Regions from separate parts of the Triticum aestivum genome. Here region 1 is linked to region 2. Evidence: chromatin contacts called from public HiCAR-type data. All regions are on one chromosome and are shown on one strand. The core of a region is the stretch at or near the end of the contact, and the rest is flanking DNA. Distances in the headings are between cores, read along the strand shown.

The links. HiCAR-type assays count read pairs that join an accessible place to other places.
Region 1: a HiCAR-type map of leaf shows a contact between it and region 2, with 5 times the contacts expected there. The contact joins the promoter of LOC123054541 here to the promoter of LOC123054539 in region 2. A contact is called at or near these places in 3 of 5 Hi-C or Micro-C datasets (leaf and an unstated tissue) and 1 of 1 datasets of contacts at active chromatin or transcription factors (leaf).

What each region holds. Positions count from the first base shown.
Region 1 is chr2D:565,624,510-565,630,616 of IWGSC CS RefSeq v2.1, forward strand. LOC123054541 (FCS-Like Zinc finger 2) reads left to right here and starts at 4,265. Exons shown (of 1, transcript XM_044478325.1): 1 at 4,265-5,041. The coding sequence starts at 4,454. The coding sequence ends at 4,750.
Region 2 is chr2D:565,494,944-565,500,889 of IWGSC CS RefSeq v2.1, forward strand. It overlaps LOC123054539, which reads left to right and starts at 1,752. Exons shown (of 1, transcript XM_044478324.1): 1 at 1,752-2,654. The coding sequence starts at 1,777. The coding sequence ends at 2,277.

The DNA of each region.
Region 1 (6,107 bases), core at 3,015-5,514, 130 kb after region 2:
TGGCTGTCGGACACAACAAGGGCCTGGCTAAGATCTTGCGTCTGCGTGGTCATGTCCTACAATCGTAGCACGCATTGACAGTGAGCATAGCACACAACATACCGGACAATCCATGAAAGCAGGAGCATACATGTACATGGTTCATCACTATCATAGCAAGCATATGCTTCATCACTATCATACTAAGCATACATGTACATGGTTCATCACTATCATAGCAAGCACATGACCACCAATAGCTACAAATCACAGATCTGAGCATGATTCAACACAAGCACAAGGTTCAACTTCAAACTCTACTACTAATCTAGCCTAGCATAAATTGTAACCGCAGCATAGCAACCAACCATATCAGCTCACAGATCAGACCACTAATCAACCATGCATCTAGATCAAACCCTAGCTGCAGCTCAGATCTAGCTAGAAGGAACAGAGAGAAAGAGGGATTGAACTCACAGAGGCCATGGCTGCAGCTTGAGGACGAGGGGGGAAGGTGGTGGAAGATGAACGCCGACCGGTGAAGGAGCTCCGACGCCGTGGACGGCCGGCCGATGAAGATGCGCCGCTTACCTGCTCGTCGGTGCCGATGCGCGTCGGCGGGAAAGCGCGAACGGAGGAAGAATGGTGGCAGGAGTTGGGGCGGTGAGGGAGGGGCTAAATAGGGGGTGGAGCGGCGGGAGATGAGCCGAAATCCTCCCGCCGATATTTCGGCGACGCGGGCAAGCTCGCGCCATCTCCCCTGCTCACACGAGGGGAGAAGCGTGTCGCCCTCCCCTGCCTCGCCCTGGCCAGACTCGCGAGCTACTGCCGATTCATGCGTTGCCCCTGGGCCTGGCCTGGACGTGCTTTAAGCTTCGCGTGATGCGAGCGGCACAGTGAATGCAGAAAACCAAACGGGCCAAATTCCTCCCGCCGGGGCCAGGCTGGGCCTCATGCGGGCAACCAAAGACGTCCTTGCAGACTCCAAGGTTACGTGCAAATGCCTCACTGGTAAACAAAGTGGGTGCAGATCTCGACAAAGCTGCTCCCTGGAGCGGCAAATTTGACAAATTTGACCTATAGAAGAAATCAAATCACAGAATGAACTGTCCGTGAAACTATTTCACGCGGCTGACCCGTGGCGCCTAGCTCTCAGGCGCTGCACTAGTGCAACTCCTGGGAGCTAGGCGCTGCACTAGTGCAATGCCTAGGAGCTAGGCGCTACACTGTATAGTGTGGCGCCTAGCTCTCAGGCGCTACACACTGACTTAGTAATTTTCTGATCACACGGGTGCGACGCTGGCCGTGTAGCGCCTATCTGTGAGGCGTTGCACAGTGTAGTGTGGCGCCTTCGTGTCGGGCATCACACAAAAAGGTCAGCCGCGTGAAATAGTTTTACGGATAGTTCATTCTGTGATTTGATTTCATCTATAGGTCAAATTTGTTAAAATTTGCCCCCGGAGCGAAGCCTGCCCGCCTGCCCGGCAATGCAGGATGCCATTTGCCCCTAGTATATTCGCATGAGATGACACAAGCACCACTACGACTTTTTTTTTTGCGAGAAAAGCACTACTACGACTACAGTACTGCTACCGCCAGTGCAATCTTCAGGCGTGTGCGACCGTGATTGTAGCCTGCAAGGTGCACCCCCCTTGGTCCGAAGCGTGCACGGCAGCCCCGATGGTGAGACCAGCTGGCAGCCTATACCGGTTAAACAACGCGCACCGCGTGAGCCGCACCCCTCTGCCCAAAAGTCTCCAGCGTACCGGATGCACGGCTTGTATTGCATGTGGGCGCTGCTGTGCGACAGGCTGATGATGATTCGTTTGATTGCGCAGACAAGATATGTGTACGCGTGCCAAGCTCCCAGTGTCTCGGCTGGTGGCACCAGGGTGGTGCCTGGCGCCGTGGCGCGCATGCACGGCACGTCCACAAGATTCCTGAATGGAGCACCGGCCGGTGAAAAAGTGCATCCACATATTTTCTGGTTTTCTTTTGTGCTTATGTTTTCTTCTGAGAAGGACACGAATGATACACCGCCAAGCCTCTTTTGTGCTATAGCTTGTCATTATAGCATCCTGACCATGTGTACCTCCATTATGTATGTTTCTTAAGGTGCTGGAACCATAGTTACCAGCACTAAGACGTTTGCATTAGTTTATTACAAAGGCGTAATTTATTTTTAAGAAATCCAAAGGTAGATTTGATGCCCTCGTTCCCGACAAGTGGCACAGTGGATGCTTGTGCGTAAATTATTGACGCCCATACTCACTCCTACTCCTATGATTTAGATCGTCTCCAACCGGCGCCCAAAAACTGGGCCGCGTGCTAAAATTCAAGTTTTTTGACGCCGGAGAGCTCCAGCAAAAGCTGTAAAACAGTGCATCCGTAAAAAAGGGTTGGGCGAGCGCTGAAAAACGCTATCAAAAGTTACAAATTAGAAGTGTCGGATTGTGCGCGCTTCATAATTTACACTGCGTGTTTTTTTGGACGCGCGTTTTTAGGCATCTACTAAAATAATGTTGGGTCCGGCACACTAAAAATGCTACAGTGGCGCGCTAAGGCCTCCTTTGGTTGAGTGAAGTTTATTTTAAACCTTGAATTCATACGGCTGGTCGGAATCAAACCCTAACCTTTCAATCCCTGAAATCTGTACCCTGTACTTATCGATCCCGGTTTATTTTAACCCTGGATCCGGTTATGCTAGTTTAGTGTGCTGGAAAAATATTGATCCCGGCCAGGATTATTCTCTTCTCTCACTGAGTACATGGGTCTACTTGTCATATTCACCTTCTGCTCATTCTCTTCATCTCTCTCTGTAGGAATCGCAATGCTCAAGCCCAGCCAGCCGATGTCCACGGCAACGGGGAGCAGGGCGTGGTGCCTGTCCTCGTGAGTGTGCAACGGCAAGGGAACGCCTCCCGCCAGCCTCCCTCGACATGGCCGCACCGCCTTGCCTCGCCATGCGCCAGGCCATGGACAAGAGAATTCGGGGGTGCTCCACCGCCAGCCCCTCCTTTCCGTTGGAGTTAAAAATGGCATAACCCGGCGCTGATGCGTGTCTTGGGTCCGTTGACTAACTAGGGCAAGTAGTAAGCTAGTGCACGTCCCAGTGGATTGACGAAAGGAGATCGTGCTACTAGGAATCAAGGATCAGCCGGAGTTAGTGCTAGCTTTGTACTACGTTGCGGCCGGCGAGGAGAAGCTTTGTCGTCGTCACACCGTCATTGTGGCCGTGCAGCCCGTGTGGCACCATGTAAGCACACAAGACGTTCGTGTTGCTGTCCTTCATCAACTGCTTCGTCTGCCCCAACAAGTTCGCCGCCGACCAACGCCTCCGCCATTCTGCGGCCGCCCGTTTCACCATTTTAGGAGAGAGAGGAGGGGAATTGGGGATTAGGTGGAGACTGGAGAACGGAAATGACATGTGGGTCAGTGTTGTAAGTGAGAGTACAGATTAAACCCGGTCGGGATCATCTTTTTCCTAGTGCGGCAAACAGGTTCAAGGTCGAAATAGATCGGGATCAGTGAGTAGAGGGTACCAACTTCAGGGATTGAAAGGTTAGGGTTTAATTTGGACGAGCCGCATGAATTCAAGGTTTAAAACAGACTTCACTCCCTTTGGTTTGAAGGAATTTGATAGAAATTCTAGAGGATAGGATTCTTATAGGATTTTTTCCCTTTAGAGCCCTTTGGTTCATAGCAATGGACTCCTATTGCTACATAGGATTGGTTCCTATCCTCCATATTTCATAGAAAAATAAAAATAAACCTAAACTCAATGGAAAAATTCCTTTGGTGTCAATCAAATAACATCTCGTTTTCTATTCCTACTCATAGGATTTGAGATACATGTCATCTCATTTCTTACAAAATTCCTATTTCTATGATAATTCTATCCTATGAACCAAAAGAGGCTTCAAACTATTTTAGGGCACGGAATTTTTGTGCCTCTGTTGAAAATGCTCTTACCTACAGCGTTCTTTTTTGCTAGGAAAAACGTAACAGGTATTAGTATTTCCAGTCCTGATCAATCGTCCGGTTTTCTATACGTGGACATGGACACTTTACAGAGACTCTGTCCTCTTCGTTTCTAGATAAAGAGCCAATCCACGTCACTCATAACTCCTCCCCTTGTCGTTCTCGTCGCGGTGGAGCCGACTGCGTGGCCCACGTTAACCATCCAGCCAACCACCGCAGTACACCCAAGCATGCTGGAATGAACTAGTCGAACCGCTCCCATCGTCCATAGTTAGACAGACCCATACCGCGCACCGGACCATGGTTTCCCAGGCCGCCAGCTCCAGTGCACCAATAATGGCCTCCCCTTGCTCCATTTCCCCCATATATACCAGCCCTCCCCCATCGCACCGCTGCACCAAACTCACCCACTTTCCTCCCGCCAAGAGCAGCAGCGAGCTGTGAGCTCTAGCTCTGAAGCTCGAGCTTGCTAGAAGAGCCACACAGCAATACCATGGCGGCATCAGTAGCCTGCGCCTTCTTCTTCGACGCCGAGCCGGCCGGCGAGCCCGGCAAGCACGCGCTGGACGCGTGCGCGCTCTGCGCCAAGCGGCTGGCGCGCGACAGCGACGTCTTCATGTACAGAGGGGACACGCCCTTCTGCAGCGAGGAGTGCCGCCACGAGCAGATGTACCTCGACGCCGTCTGCGCCAGGCGGGCCGCCCGGAGGCCGCAGCGCTTCTCGGCGGAGACGGAGACGGAGTCCCACCGTGGGCAGCGGCAGTCCAGGAAGGTGTCCATCGCCAGCTAGCCGCGGAAAGTTTTGTTTGGATCCACAAGATCTGAATGAATTCTGAAGAAACAACCGCTGTATTCTGAAGAACCATCGACGTTGTTTCGGGACGCAGTGCAGGGCAAAGCATCCGGTGGTAGGTGACTGTAGCTTCCCATAAGTGTCCATGGCAAGCTAATTAAGCTGGCCGTGTGCCTGTAGATTCTTGGTTGATCTGTGCTGTGCCGTTGATTCGATTTTGTTGGAAACGAAGTAGAAAACGCCATGGATCTGAAGGAAGCAATCAAACACGATTCACGATTTGTTCAACTTCGGTGTAGGCCACCCGTGTGCGCCGTCTCTTTTTTCTTTCTTGAAAGAAAAAGGGTAGATCCGCCGTCTCCTATTTCGTTTCCCTGAATGATTGAATCCTGTTTGGTTTTTGGTACGACATGCTAGGGACACTATGCAACAGCACTGTCACTGTTAAAATGGAATTGATGTAAACTACTACCCGGTCCCATAATGTAAGACTTTTTTAACACTAAAGGGAGAAGGATAAATTATCATGTTTCCCTGAATTTATGCTTTTGCTCTAAGTCTTTTGAGATTTTTTTTTATGTGTAAGTGTATTGACCTGTTTGATGGGTCTGCCTTTGGCTTCCCACACGGGTGATTGTGTGAATCTTACGATATTACTGACCATTCCAAACAAATTGTACCATTGTGATGTTTTTTTTAATTGAAGAAAGATGCCAACTTACCCAAATTAGGTGCAATAGTTCCTCAAAGTATCAAATCTAAGGGTTCTTTTCCTCCGAGCTCCCATGACCTAGGAGCACACGACAACCCGTCTTCGGTGACTCCCTGACTAGGCACATGTCCCTTCTTCTTCCTCTATCGTTCCGTCAACGGGAGGGGGCTGGGACTTCAAGGCTTTGGTGGGGTTAAGTTTGTCTTTGATCGGCAGTGGCGATACGATAGTGCCGTTCTCGGCATGGAATAAGGTCTCCCGCCTCGTCCTCGTCGGAATGTGTGGAGGATTATGGTTCCCTAGCTTTCTTCAAGTCTCGCCTTTTTCTGCAGGTTTGTCACCATGTATTTTGGCCTTTCGTCTCTAGTTCCAACCGATGATGGTTGGCCAGCCTCGCCTGGGTCCAGGCGTGCAACTCCGTCTTGCCAGATCAAGGGCGCTCTACAGGCCATGTTTGACGTTTTCTTTTCTGAGGCGGCGATTTGCTCATACGGATTGTGGTTGATGGCATTTTCTAGTCTACAACGATGATTCCCGATCGTTGCTTCTATACGCTCCTTGATTTCAAAAGTTTGCTCCGCCGAGACGGGGCCAGATATGGCAACGAGCTATGCACATGGCGTGCCGCTGATGGATGCGAGA
Region 2 (5,946 bases), core at 502-3,001:
CGGGTTGACCGATAAAGATCTTCATAGAATATGTAGGAGCCAATATGAGCATCTAGGTTCCGCTATTGGTTATTGACCGGAGATGTGTCTCGGTCATGTCTACAAAGTTCTCGAACCCGTAGGCTTCGCACGCTTAACGTTCGATAACGATTTGTATTATGAGTTATGTGATCCGATGTACCGAAGGTTGTTCGGAGTCCCGAATGAGATCACAGACATGACGAGAAGTCTCGAAATGGTCGAGACATAAAAATTGATATATTGAAAGGTTATATTCGGACACCGGAATGGTTCCGAAGTGTATCGCGTATTTTCCGGAGTACCGGAAGGTTACCGGAACCCGGGGGGCTAATGGGCCTTCATGGGCCTCAGTGGAAGAGAGGAGGCAGCAGCCAGGTGGAGGCGCCCCCCTCCCCTCTCCGCAAGCCCAAACCGAATTGGACTAGGGTGAGCGAGCAATGGCCTGGCTGGAAGACGTAGACGTGCAACGGAAGAGATGTGCCGTGACTCGGTTGCATACGGAGCACGTCGTATCATTGTGTCGAGTGTCGATACTCGCCGCTTTAAACAAAACCCAACCGCTTTTAGCAGCCCCCACACCAATCAAACTCTGGAGTCGTCATCATCACAGGGAAAAGAGTTCTTCAGAAAATTCTGGAGGCGAGCGTGCTACTACCACTGTCCATCATCTCTGCCGAACGAGATTACGTGCAACTAGTTCACTGCTAAGTGTTAAGCCAGGGACTAAACAAACTGGGCGCAGATCTCGACAGAGCTGCCCCCTAGGACGGAGCCTGCCCGCCTGACATCGGCGATGCGAGATGCCATCTACCCGTGGCATGGAAACCTATCGGTGGAATCTTCAGGCGTGCGACTGTTAATTACGGCCTGCAGCTGCAAGGTGCACCCCCTTGTTCCGAGACCTGCACGGCGACTCTGACGACGAGACCAGCTGGCAGCTTCTCGGTTAAACAACGCATCCTTCTCCCCAAAGTTTTCAGCGTACTAGGAGTGGATCTCAAGTGTTGTGTGTGTGACAAGGTGGTTCGTTTTGATTGAGCAGACAAGAACTTCACGCGTGCCAAGCTCCCAATGTCTTGGTTTCCTTTTCCCAGTGTCTTGGCTACTGTACACAAGGTGCGACCTGGCGCCGTGGCGCGCATGCACCGGCACAGCCCCAAAGATTCCCGGATGGAGCACCGGCGGGTGAAAAGGAAACGGCATCAAACTCTTTTCTGGTTTTCTTTTCGTTTTATTTCTTTTCTGAAAAGGGCACGAATCATAGTAGTGCTACCAGGTGCGTGTATGTGCATTTGCTGTAGCTTGTCATTAGCGTGGCTAAACCATGTGCGGTGTCTCCGTGCCTGTCGCTTGCGCTTGTTTGTTCTAGTGCTGGAACCCTAATTATCGACACCAAGACGTTCAAGTTACTTTAATCCAAAACTACGAGAGTAGATTTGACGCCCTCGTTCCCGACAAGTGGCACAGGGATACATGGAGGCTTCACGCTTGTGCGGTAATTATTGACGCCAATGCTTGCACTTATCCACAGCGTTCTTCTGCAGGAAAAAGCGGAGCAATTGCTCGTAGTATTTCATGTGTCCTAATCGATCGCCTGTTTTTCTCTAGGTCGACATGGACACTCTGCAGAGACGCCTCGAGTCCTCTCCGTTTGTCGGGACCACCCCGTCCACGTCAAGCATAACTCCGCCCTTGTCGTTCTCGTCGCGGTGGCCCACGCTAGCCATCGAGCCAACCACCGCAATACACCCGGGCATGCCGGACTTCGTCCATGGTTACCGCGCACCGGACCATGGTTTGCAGGCCGCCAGTGCACCAATAATGGCCATCCCGTGCTCCGCTCCCCCCATATATACCCGGCCTCCCGCTTCGCACCGCTGCACCAAACTCACCCACCTCTTCCCCCGCCCTCTGGAGCACAAGTCCGAGCTAGCTAGAAGAAGCCTCCGTCTCCAACCATATACCATGGCGGCATCGGTGGCCTGCGCCTTCTTCTTCGACGCCGAGCCGGTGGGCGAGCCCGGCATGCCGGCGCTGGACGCGTGCGCGCTCTGCGCCAAGCCGCTGGCGCGCGACAGCGACGTCTTCATGTACAGAGGGGACACGCCCTTCTGCAGCGAGGAGTGCCGCCACGAGCAGATGCACCTCGACGCTGTCTGCGCCAGGCAGGCCGCCCGGAGGCTGCAGCGGTTCACGGCGGAGGCGGAGTGCCACCGTGGGCAGCGGCAGTCCAGGAAGGTGTCCATCGCGAGCTAGCCGGCCGGCCCCGGAAAGTATTGTTTGGATCCAAAATATCTGGATTCTGAAGAAAACAACATCTGTATTCTGAAGAACCATCGATGTCTCTTGGGAGGCGTTGTCTGATGTCTCCCTCTCCGGCCGGTGCTCTAGCTTTGGCGCCGCCTACGAGAGGCAGGGCAGCATCAGGCGGCACGAAGCACAGGTGCCTGTAGCTTCCCGCATGTGTCCATGACAAGCTAATTAAGCTGCCCGGATGGGAGTAAATTGTACTTGTTCAGTTGTTCTCGGTCGATCTGTCATGTGCCGATGAATTATTTGATTAGAAATGAAAACAGAAAAGTAAACACCATGGATCTGAAGAGAGCAATCAGACATGATTCACAATTTGTTTATCCTCAATTTGGGTCGCATGTCTGCCCACTCTGTTTGGTTTTGTCCCCTAAATGATTGGATCCTGTTTGGTTTTGTCCTTTTGCGTGCACACTGTGCTATAGAGCACTGTCACTGTAAACAGTTCATGGCAATGAAAAAGAACTAACTTCAACCGGTCAACCCAAACAGATAGATGATTTGTGTTTTTTTATCCGTTTGGATTGCCAAACAAAAATTGCGACGTTGGCGGAAGAGATGAGGCAATGGAGAACAGTCGGCGCACGGGGATGCCGAAGAGCGCAGCAACGATGGAGGACGACGACGAGCAAAGGTGGTGGAGATGTGTGTGACGGTCGCAATGGCAGATAGGCCGAGGAACACCTTGGCGATGGCGGCAAGAGCAAAGTGGCCGGGGGGTCGGGGCGTGAGAGGAGAAAAGGGTCGAATTAAAATTGAGAAACCGCCAAATGGACTATATGTGTTGTCGAAGTGGTGACACTAAGGGCCCACCACTTTTGTTTCTGCATTTTTGGTTCAAAATAACATCCAAACAAGGACGGAAAAGTTTGAATCTTTTACTAGGTTTAAAATACACACCGTTGCAAAGTTCATGCTTAAATTCGGCCACTTTTTGAGTTTATTTGCTATTTTCAAAGCATTAACCAATTTTTCTTCATGATAGTGGTGAATGCCTCTGGACGGTAACCTTCTTGTGTTCATGAATGGTAACCCACCCTGGGCTATGGTTGAGATGGTGGATATTTTTTTCCCTTCTTCTATGGTTGATGCAGAGATGAAAATATTGCCCTCTTTTAGATTGGTAATACTGAAGCCTTGCCTCATGTGAGCCCTCTCCAAAGTCGCTAAACCAAGGACTTTTCTGTTTTAATCTTTTCGTGAGATCCCACTCGTCCAAAAAAGCACTCTATTTTGAGGTATTGATGTGCCAAAATGGCCATCTATGCAAGTTCTTCTAGTTTTGGTACCAAACTGATCGTTGGGCGCAAGTTCTAGCACCGTCAGTGTATGTGTATTTACCTCAAAATGATAACACGTCAATTTGCAAACTCTTTGAACCTTCGGTGTTTCTCTTGTTTCTTTGATGCATTATACATATGTGTAACTAGTTATCGCCGAGTCACCGGAGATTGTGTGAGCTTCGCTCAATGGCTGGTTGGAAAGCGTGGACGTGCTACGGAAGATGTGCCCAGTCACCGACAGGCAGGCAGTGACCCACTAACACATCGTACACCACGTGTCGACACCATTAAATCGGGTCACCTTTCGACCCCGGCCCCCGCTGAGGGAGTCCTGGACTAAGGGGCCCTCGGGCGTCCGGCCTGTTATCTGTTGGGCCGGACTGATGGGATATGAAGACACGAAGACCGAAGACTATACCCGTGTCCGGACTGGATTCTACTTGGCGTGGAAGGCAAGCTAGGCGGCCGATTATGAAGATCCCCTCTTATGTAACCGACCTCATGTAACCCTAGATCTCTCCGGTGTCTATATAAACCGGAGAGAATAGTCCGGATAGGACAGATTCATTACCATATACTCATAGGCTAGACTTCTAGGGTTTAGCCATTACGATCTCGTGGTAGATCAACTCTTGTAATACTCATATTCATCAAGATCAATCAAGCAGGAATTAGGGTATTACCTCCATAGAGAGGGCCCGAACCTGGGTAAACATTGTGTCCCCCGTCTCCTGTTACCATCGATCCTAGACGCACAGTTCGGGACCCCCTACCCGAGATCCGCCGGTTTTGACACCGACATTGGTGCTTTCACTCAGAGTTCCTCTGTGACGTCGCTAAGAGGGTTGATGGCTCGCCTTGTTGTCAAGGATAATATCATCTCCGGAGGAGCCCTGGCCCCAAGTCAGACCCTCCGTCTCGGCGGCTTCGTCATGACCGCCGGCTCGGCCCTTAAGCCGACGATGACCTCTCAAGTCATCAACAATCACCTCCGCGTTGATCCCGAATACTCCGCCTGCATGGATCCAGTGGAGTTGTCGTCGTTGAACGAACTCCTGGATCGCATGGCCGCCTTGGGGGTCGCTACGGACTACGATCGGGTCGGGCTTAAACCCGACCAGAGAGAAATTAAAACTCCACCGATCACCCATCAGATAGCGGTAGTCGAGGAGCGGAGCAACTCTTCCACTATATTGAAGACGAACTATGTTCGGATCACCGATCTTGAAGAGCCGGATACTTGCCGGCAGAAGGTCATGTCTCTTCCTCCGAACATAAAGTCGAATGACGAGCCTAAAAAATCAGTCGATATCCCGGAGCCCGAACTATCCGGCCCGGTAGACCTCCAAACTCCGGATTCAAAACCAGGTCGGGATTCGGATTCAATTCCACCCACCCACCCGGACATAGATGCTCTCAGAGGCATCAAACAACAGCCTCATGAAACGGTCCACCACTTCTGGGGCAGATTCCTCCTTGTCAAAAACAAGGTAAAAGGCTGCCGCGATGAAGACGCGATAGCAGCATTCTGCAACAACTGCGCGGACAAAGGTATCCTTAATGCCATCAATCGCCGCCGCACACCAAAGTTCGTTGACCTAGCAACCATTGTACAAAAGTACAACGCGATGGAAAGCGCCTGGAAAATTCAGGCAGCTGGCTGGGAATCATTCCGGCTCCCCTCACTAGCGAAAAGGGTGCACCCCCGTGGCACGCCCAGAGGAACAGTCAAAAAACATAAACCTATTGCGGTGCACGGCACCGTTTTGGAGGGATGGCTCAATGGCCCGTGCAAAATACACACGACCCTGGATACCAGGGCGACCCACAGCCTTAGAGCATGTTGGATACTCCGGCAGGTAGCCAAGAGCGGCGAGGACATCCTTACCAAGGGCACCCCAGAACAACACCCTCCAGCAAACGACGGCAATAGAGTATTGGTAGTCTTCGAGACATTCGCTTCAAACAACAAGCGTAAAAGGGCCCTGCGCGATCTCGCCGAAGTTTGCCAGGTCGCTGCAATTGACCCCTGGAACGACACGACCATAACCTTCAACGCTAGTGACGAACCTAAATACAGAACAGTCCGAGCGCCAGCTACCCTAGTCCTCAGTCCCATCGTGGATGGCTTTCGACTTACAAAAGTCCTCATGGACGGCGGCAGCGGACTAAACCTCATTTACGAGGACACGCTCCACAAGATGGAAATAGACAGGAGCCGCATCGAGAAAAGCAGCACAACCTTTCGAGGTATCATTCCCAGCCGGGAAGCTCGGTGTGCAGGAAAAATTACACTCGATGTGGTGTTCGGCACGCCGGAAAATTACCGGTC